Linked DNA regions of Hordeum vulgare: region 2 is linked to region 1. The links are chromatin contacts, called in public Hi-C maps. All regions are on one chromosome and are shown on one strand. Each heading gives the region's core, a stretch centred on a gene start, on an enhancer-like site or on the middle of the called end of the contact. The rest is flanking DNA. Distances are from core to core; before and after follow the strand shown. Region 1 holds the start of LOC123426893 (glutathione hydrolase 1-like). Region 2 holds the start of LOC123426895 (protein EPIDERMAL PATTERNING FACTOR 2-like).

What was found. Hi-C and Micro-C count contacts between places; a contact is called where the count stands out from the background.
Region 2: a contact with region 1 is called in a Hi-C map of leaf, with 4 times the contacts expected there. The contact joins the promoter of LOC123426895 here to the promoter of LOC123426893 in region 1. A contact is called at or near these places in 4 of 6 Hi-C or Micro-C datasets (leaf and seedling).

Annotation. Positions count from the first base shown.
Region 1 is chr2H:508,428,921-508,433,588 of MorexV3_pseudomolecules_assembly, forward strand. It overlaps LOC123426893 (glutathione hydrolase 1-like), which reads right to left and starts at 1,946. Exons shown (of 7, transcript XM_045110795.1): 1 at 1,847-1,946; 2 at 1,418-1,746; 3 at 1-294. The coding sequence starts at 1,853.
Region 2 is chr2H:508,598,668-508,603,335 of MorexV3_pseudomolecules_assembly, forward strand. It overlaps LOC123426895 (protein EPIDERMAL PATTERNING FACTOR 2-like), which reads left to right and starts at 2,692. Exons shown (of 2, transcript XM_045110798.1): 1 at 2,692-3,280; 2 at 3,407-3,802. The coding sequence starts at 3,184. The coding sequence ends at 3,678. LOC123426894 (LRR receptor kinase SERK2) reads right to left here. Exons shown (of 11, transcript XM_045110797.1): 11 at 3,863-4,462. The coding sequence ends at 4,151. It overlaps TRNAW-CCA (a tRNA gene), which reads right to left and starts at 1,634; the gene lies at 1,563-1,634.

The DNA of each region.
Region 1 (4,668 bases), core at 696-3,195:
CGCGAGCTTGCCGTTGCGGCACACGTCGCCGACCTTGAGGAGCGCCCCGTCCGAGGCGTACACGGCCCGCATCCCGGCGTTGCCGAGGATGCCGGCCTCGGTCGCTTTCATCTGCATGTGGAGGTATGGCGACACCCTGAACGCCCGGGCGAGCTTCGCGGCCGGCAGCACCAGCTCCTTCCATGGGAGCTTGCCATGGCGCTTCCATGCCTCGTAGAGGCCGGCGATTTCACCCGGGACACCGATGGAGAGCGCGCCCCTTGCTTTCAGCGTGTCGTTGCCGCCGTACATGTCCTGAATGCACAGTGGAGATCTCCATCGTTCAAAATTCACTTTTTTCTTTTCTTTACGTACAGGAGTGATTGTTCTTGCCAAATCACAAACGGTAAATAGCCATATAATCATGTTCAAGACTCCAGAGTAGCAATTAGTTTCTTAGTTTTAAGTTTTCAACGGGAGAAGAAGTACAACAACTGGCAGGCATATGGAATTGCGGATCGTGTTCCTGTAGATTACCGCACTAGTGCACTGACAAAAGAGAAGCGGACGAAGCGCTGAACGGGACGTGGTTGGTGGCATCGTAGCATCAGTTTGCACGCCGGCCGGCCGAACGCGGATTCGTTTTGGCTTTCCCGGGCGCATGATAGCGTGGAGCGCCTCCTTTCCACTGGTCAAGACATGGACAACGCGCGGCGTTGATCATGGCGCCACTATGTAGCTTAGCCTCCACGCGTGTGCCCCCTCGGCCACAACGATCATTCTTTTGTTCTTCCCATCACTCCAAGGTACTAGTACAATCCAACACAAGCGACAGCAAGTTTGTGTGTGCGTGTGTATTACGTATATGCACAAACATATCCTTGAACTGCATTGATCAAGTACTATCAAAAGTCGATCAATACTGAATACTACTAGTTGGGAGTAGGAATCGAGCAGGTAGCAGAGAGTATGCATGTTATGTAATCACGGATCTGCGAGTATGCATGTTCTTTGCCAGCTGTAACAGAATAGTGGTATGACAGACCTAGGAAGGCGCACCAACCATGTGAATTAACCACCGAGTAGGTATGTGTCTGGTTATATATATCATTAGTTCGATACTCCATCGGCTTGATGATATTCTTTTTCCTAATGGGATAGGTTTGATGGTGTTCTTGTCAGTAAGTTTGAAAATTTTGGTGTGGAAGTATGAGAGTCACCGCTCCCCTACACAGCCATAAAACATTTCGGCTCAATCAGCGTCGTAAAAAGGGTGTAAGACCATGACAATTTGCATTGGTGTACACCGTAAGTATAGCCATTAGCCAGTCTCAACTCTCAAATGATATGATTGAACGAATAAAGTAAGGGAAGGCACAAGCATCCACAAGTCTTCGGGTAGACTACGAGGTAAGAGACGACTCCTCGAGATACTCACCTTTGTGGCGGCCAGTGGCGCGGTCTCACGGGAGTCGTAAATGACGGCCGTGCCGTCGGCGAGCCTGACGAGCATGAACGCGCCCCCGCCGATGCCGCTGGACGCGGGGCTGACCACGCCGAGGCAGAGCGACGTGGCGACAGCGGCGTCCACGGCGGTGCCGCCGCGGCGGAGCGCGTCACGCCCGATCCTCGAGCACCGCCCGTCGTCGGCCGCCACGGCGCCGTGCGGCGAGGTCACAACCTCCCTGCGTACAGCCTCCGCCGCCGCTCCGGCGGCAAGGAAGAGCAGGACGAGCGCGGCCGCCGACCATCGTAGGCGTCCAGCTGCTGGAGGTAAGAAAGAAAAAAGGAGTAGCTTAGTAGCTTAGCGCACAGTGATTCATTTGCGCGCACGATGGAGGGAAGAGAGTGAGCAGAGCAGTCTAACGGGCCATCAGCAGGCGCGGGAGGGAGCAGAACCCACGAAAGACCGCGTGGAAGAATCTGACTGGCGATTTGGACGAGTCGATCGGGTCTGGGAAGCCCGCAAGGCAAGGTTTTATATACGTACAAGTGAAGGGCGTCACATCTTTTACCGATACGTACGTGCAGAACAGCACGCTAAGAGCATCTTTATTTTCGAGAATACACAGGATACGACAGTGGTATCCCAGCTCAGCTCAGCATGGTTCAAGTCCTGATGATTTCATTATTTTTAACGTAAATCTCAAAATGATATGCCGGCTCAGTCTTTTGAAAATGCTCACAGGGTTGGGTGTACGTGTGTGCGTTTATAGGGGTAAATGTATGCACGTATATATAAGCGATTGCGTTTGTATTGTTGAGAAACGTCGCATTGGAAACAAAAAAATTCTACACGCACACAAAATCTATCCATGGTGATGACCATCTACGAGAGGGAAGAGTGCATCTACATACCATTGTAGATCGCAAAGCAGAAGCATATATACGTGGTTTGATGTAGTGGGACATCTTCACGATCCAAATCGCAGTCCGTTTCGCGATCTCATCACGATCCTTCCCGATCTAGCTCCGAACGAATGACATCTCCGCGTTCAGCACACGCACGGCTCGATGACGTCTCCTCCTTCTTGATCAAGCAAGAGAGGAGGAGAAGTAGATGTGATCTCAACCAGCACGACGACATGGTGGACATGATGATGGAGCAGTGCGAGCAGGGCTTCGCCAAGCACTGTCAGAACCGATCTGAGAAGAAAACGAAGTTATGGGAGAGGGAGTGCTGCTACTGGTGCGTGGGAATTGGTGTGTTCAGCCCCTCCCTCTCCCTCACTATATATAGGAGGCTAGGAGGAGGGTTGGGTTGCAGCCCTAGCCCCTCTTCCAAGGAGGGGGGTGGGCCTAGGGAGGTTTCATCCCTCCCCAAGGCACCTAGGAGGTGTCTTCTCCTTTAGGGACTCTTCCCTCCCAACCGCATGGGTCTTTGGAGGCTGGCCCAACAAGGCTTGGACACCCCCTTACAGCCCATGCACGTCCTAGGGGCTGGAAGGACCCTTCCGGACTCCTCTAGAACCTTTTGGAACCTTCGAGAAGCTTCCCGGTACAATACCGATTAAACCCAAAACTTATCCGGTAGCCAAAACAGGACTTCCCATATATAAATCTTTACCTCCGGACCATTCCGGGTCTCCTCGTGACGTCCGGGATCTCATCCGGGACCCCGAACAACATTCTTCACCAACATACATATCCCAATACTACTCTAGCGTCATCGAACGTTAAGTGTGCACACCCTGCGGGTTCGAGAACTATGCAGACATGACCGAGACACCTCTACGGTCAAAAACCAATAACGGGACCTGGGTGCATGTATTGGTTTCTACATATTCTACGAAGATCTTTATCGCTCGAACCACGATGTCAAGGATTCAATCAATCCCGTATGCAGTTCCCTTTGTCCATCGGTATGTTACTTGTTAGAGATTCGATCGTCGGTATCTCTATACCTAGTTCAACTTAGTTACCGGCAAGTCTCTTTACTCGTTCTGTAATACAAGATCCCGTGACTAACTCTTTAGCCACATTGCTTGCAAGGCTTATTGTGATGTTGTATTATCGAGTGGGCCTCGAGATACCTCTCTATCACACAGAGTGACAAATCCCAGTCTTGATTCACGCCAACCCAACAAACACCTTCAGAGATACCTGTCGAGCACCTTTATAGTCACCCAGTTATGTTGTGATGTTTGATACACACAAGGTATTCCTACGCACACGCAATACTTATCCAACTGTTTGGGAACGTTGCATGGGAAACAAAAAAAAATTCCTACGCACACGCAATACCTATCCATGGTGATGATCATCTACGAGAGGGGAGAGTGAATCGACATACCCTTGTAGATCGCTAAGCGGGAGCGTATATACTGTGGTTGATGTAGTGGAACATATTCGCTATCTAAATCGCAGCCCGTCCCGCGATCTCATCACGATCTGTCCCGCGATCCCATCACGATCCATACCGATCTAGTGCCGAACGGACGGCACCTCCTCGTCCATCACACGTACAACTCGATGACGATCTCCGCCTTCTTGATCCAGCAAGAGGGGCGTAGAGGTAGATGAGTTCTCCAGCACGGTGGCGTGGTGGTGGTGGTGGTGAACTAATCCAGCATGGATTCGCCTAAGCACTGCCGAGCTAGACTAGAGGAGAACGCGATCTAGATGAAGTGTACGGAGCATGTGGCAATTAGGGTTAGCCATCACCTCTAAAACCTCTAGTATATATAGGAGGAAGGGGAGAGGAGGCAGCCCTGGCCCCTACTCCAAGGAGGTTCGGCCGAACCAAACAAGGGAGGAATCCACCTCCCACAAGGGAGGTGGAATCCTATTAGGACTATTTCCTAATTTGGAAACTCTTTCCACCTTTTGGCTTTTTGCCGTATTCCTCCACTCCAGCTGCATGGGCCCTTAGGGGAGGCTTCGGCCTGCCCACCAAGGGCTGGTATGCCTCCTCTCACAGCCCATGAAGCCCTTGGTTCGTCACACCCATCTCGGCGGTCCCCGTTACCCTCCTCGCACTCCCGGTACACTACCGATGAGCCCAAGCTTTTCCGGAGACCAAAACGGGACTTCCTATATATCAATCTTTACCTACGGACCATTTCGGAGCTCCTCGTGACGTCCAGGATCTCATCCGAGACTCCAAACAAACTTCGGTGACCAACACCTATAACTCAACTATACCGAAACATCACCGAACCTTAAGTGCGCAGACCCTGCGGGTTCGAG
Region 2 (4,668 bases), core at 1,442-3,941, 170 kb after region 1:
AGTTTTAGCTACTAAAACTTGATACAAATAATGACAAAAATTGTAAGTTTTAAAAAATAGAACTTAGAACTTGATGTGCCCTCGTGCAAAATCCAACTCCTTGCAGATCATGACATAATCGTGCCTAGTGCAGGTGGGCACGGCTAGGTAGGTGTGTCCCCCTACAAATCTCTGCTATTGTTTGGCTCGACCAAATGCTCAATGTGCTACATGGAGCGGAAAATATCCAGAAGTCTTAATTTTGATTTAAACTTTAAATACTAGCATCTCCATTGAAGGCCGAGCAGAATGTTGCATGAAACAAGGCCGATAGCATGCACCAGTGACGTCGCATATGGTGTCTGATATGCCTACCACAGAATGAGTGTGACAGTTTCAAGTATTGAAACCACCTATATTTAGTATTAGAAAGGTAGACTATTTCAAACCTGGTTTTCTTTTCATTATCATTGTGCTTGTGTGAGACCTCTTTTTATCTAGAAGTGAAAGTTCACGTGTTGTAATCTGATCAGACAATGACTAGACTATATGGCACACTCTCTCTATTTCATTATCCTTTATCGGAAAAATGTTATTTTTAATATATTCTATTTATACATCAGAGAAAAATACTTGTAAAGAGGAAGAAACTCTTGAAAACGACATAGTTGTTTGATTATATTCAGGCTCCCAAACCAGATCAGCACAAGAAACAGTTCAGGTGCGACCACACAAGCCCAGCCCAAAATTATTTCTCCCTTGTTTTTTTACGAAAAGGGCAAAGGCCATATAGACACACTCTTCGACAAGGTCGAGATTGGCCAACCATCGTCGGTCAGAACTAGATCCATAGGACCAAGACGTACGACCATGTTGTTCTCTCCCCAAACCAGCGTGACCGAGACAAATCTGAAGAAAAAAATGTCAAACTCGAAGAACCATATCTGAGGATACATCATCTTCCACACGCCTCTCAGCGATACGAGGAAACATCACCGGGACAAGGGTGGAGCGACAAAACCTTATTCCACGCCAACAGCGACATCATTATCTCGCCACCGCTTAAAGAAGATATATCCGATACACGAAGTAGAAAAACCTATGACTCCCACCGGTAAATTGAGGCCTCGCCGTACAGCTCCGGCCTACCGGCGGAGGAGAACCTCGTACCTCAGGAGGTACCTTTTGATATAAGTCTAACTTAAACCTTAACTTTGTAGGCATTGTGTAGCACACCATGCATCCTAACCTCACCTGAAACATAAACCAACTGTAGTAAAAACTGAAACATCAACCACCATTAGTACCCCATGCATCTTAACCTCACTTGAAACATAAACCAACACTCAAAAACAAAAATTGAATTATCAAGCACCACCAGTTCAGTTACGTCAAAAAACTGCCACCATTAACTCAATTATGTAAAAGAAAAAACGCATTGTCTAGTACACCATGTATCTTAGCCTCACCTGAAACATAAACCAAAAACTGAAACATGAACCGCCATTAGCTAGCTCAGTTGTGTCAAAAAATTCATACTGCACTCAACAGTTAAAAAGTACCGGATATTTAGTTCGGGATATTGAACCCGACGTGAATCGAACACGCAACCTTCTGATCTGGAGTCAGACGCGCTACCATTGCGCCACGGATCCGGCATGCACACAATTGTAAATATCCCTTGATATTGTGGAACGTAAATGGTCTCTTCCTCTTCTCTTCGTTAAAATTCCGTCGCTGGAATGGCCATGCCGCATATTGAAGTTCTGTTCTCACGCCACCAGCAACAACTGTCACTCTTATTGCAGCTTTGAGGTTGCAGAGTACTGTATTTTTCATACATGAGCGGCAGATTTAAGCTTTACAAGACTGCAGTCCAACATAAGATTTCAGAGGCTACAGATGGATGACACCGAGCCCCATTTTACTGAAGAACAGATAATGCCTGTTTTTTCATTCATCATTTCATCTCAGCATGGAAGTCTAGTCGAAAAACTAGCTGAAGTAGAAGTAGTACAGATCAGATTTTAGTACCAACTGAAGCACCGCAGCAAGTTTCAGACTAATGCCTAGGGCTAGGTGGTTCCAAAGCAACGAGTCTCAGGCCTTCGGTTCATAGCCCCCTTCTGTTGACACGAAAAGGCTTGAGCTGAGCAACTAGTGGTTATGTCGAAGAGCCTATTCACTCATCCAGAAGCTCGTACCCGACGAACTCAACCCAATTCCATCCATCAGGCCCACGATGCACATGAAACAAGTGTCATGGCCGCGTCAGACCCACACCACGAAGAACTTGGCAGCGTCAGACACGTCGCCGTGCCGGCAGCCGGTCCATGCATGCAGCTTACATGCGCGCCATTAAACCGCGCAAGAGAGCAGCTCGCAGCTGCATTGATGCCGGCTTGGCTTGCTTGACCAGAGTTGTTGTACTGGTGCATTAACCGAACCAAAGAGGCGCAGCAGAGCAGAGCAGAGCAGAATATAGACGGATATATTCTGCACCCAGAAGAGTTTCAGTGTTACAGTATACTATGTGAACATAAAGTATATCCACGGGAAGCGACGTCGTCCTCTTCCGGGCCTCTCCCCCAGCTCCAGCTGCTCCTCTGCGGCGGCGCAATAACTGCGCTCCTGCCTGCGGCGCCCACCGGCGCGGCGATGACGGGCATAAATACGTGCCGGTCGGAGCAGCTTGTTCCGCCATCGACCGATCACACACACACACACACACTGCTGGTAGGCACGCACATCTACTACTCCTCGTCTTCTTCGTGCTCACTGGCTGCACGCAGGCACAAGGGTTCCATGTGAATCCTATCGAGGATCGTGTGAGCCGCCGTATCTCCACTCCGCTGTTATTTATGGTCGCTTGCCCTTGCACGCGCATCAGTCTCTGAAGCGTGCGTACGTACTAGCAGTGTGTGTATATAAGCAAGCGCTCGCCACTTCGCCAGCATCGCCTGGCCGGCTATCTCAGCTTCCTCATTCCCTGGCTTCCTCAGTTCCTCCACGTACGACTCCTCCACAACGTGCGAGCTAGCTGCGGTGCGAGACGAGACGATTAGGCCTTGTTCGGTTCCTCTAAATTTGAAGAGGTTTGGAGGGGATTGAGAGGGATTAAATCTCCTACAACTCAAATTTCATCTAAATCCCCTTCAATCCTCTTCAATCCCTCTTGGGAGGGATTAACCGAACAAGGCCTTAATGAGGAAGTCAGCTGGCGTGGGAGCTCTGGCGCTGGCCCTTGCGCTGGCCATGGCCTCCTGCTCGTGCGTGACCCATGGCACCAGAACCACACCAAGTAAGCCAGCCAGTCGATCGTTACGTACTCGCGTGGACTCGTACCTAGTACTCCGGCTACTTACCACTGCCAGCAGACGACATGGCACATGTGGCTGGCAATTGACACGTTACGTGCATTATGCAGGTTCAGGTGCCGATGCCCTGCAACCTGGCCGTGAGGCGACGCCCGGAGGGCAAGCGGCCTCGCCGTCGTCCCATCAGGAGAAGCAAGGGATGATGCTCAAGGAGGGAGCGGTGACGGGGTCGCGGCTGCCGGACTGCGCGCACGCGTGCGGGGCGTGCGCCCCGTGCAAGCGGGTCATGGTGAGCTTCCGGTGCGCCGAGGCCTCCGAGTCGTGCCCCATCGCCTACCGCTGCATGTGCCGCGGCAGGTTCTTCCGCGTCCCCACCCTCTAGTCTAGGCTCTGCAACGCCTGTGTTCCTTTCTTCTCGCTTCGTGATTCTGCTCTTGCTGGCGTTGGCGTCAAGCTTGTGGATTGTCTGTTCCTTGAGTGTTGTATGTAAGAAATAATAACGTTAACGTGCCGCGAGCCACAGTGGCACTCAGTGCTGCGCGTACAAACAAAACAATACAGCAGGATTTAGCACTACTACTATCAAGGATTTAGCACTACTACCAGCACCGATGAAGTGTATGTGCACGTACAAACAATACAGCAGGATTTTAGCATTAGCCAGCACAACAATGTGCAGCCTGCGACTAGAATTACTGACGCCAGGATAGATAGAACACATTCTTTCCCTTTCAAATTTGCTACTGCTAGCAGGACTCTGTCTGTCATCATGTACAAAAGAGAGCTAGAAATTCTGCAACGAGGGGCTGTCCGGAGCCTCAGGAGACGGTTTTGTTTTCTTCATTTTTTTCCTGTTACCTCGGGCCGGACAGCTCCACCGCCCGGAGGTTGAAAGTGGAGTCGACGATCCAGTCGTTGTGTCGCGGAGCCAGCTCCGCCTCCTGCCGGACCACCTCCACCTTCTGCCACTCCTCCCAGCGCTCCGCCAGCCCGTCGCCCTCCAGCATCCTCACCACCTCCGACATCTTGGGCCGGTCCATCGGTGACCCCTGCGTGCACAGCAGCGCCACCTGGATCAGCGCCTCCACCTCGTGCTCCACGTACACGCTCTGCAGGTCCGGGTCCACCAGCATCTCCACCTTCTTCTCTTTCAGCAGCCCTTTCACCTGCACCAACGCAACACACAATTCTCGGCATCACTTTTCACCTCTCACGCTAGCCTCCTCTCTCTCAATCATGGATGACACTACACATCACACATCACGCATGGGAGGGAGGCCAAGTGTCAGTCACCTTGTTTACTAACTGTCACTGATCACGCATGCTATAGGACACTGAACCAATAATGACAAACCGTTTGCTCCAGCTCTCA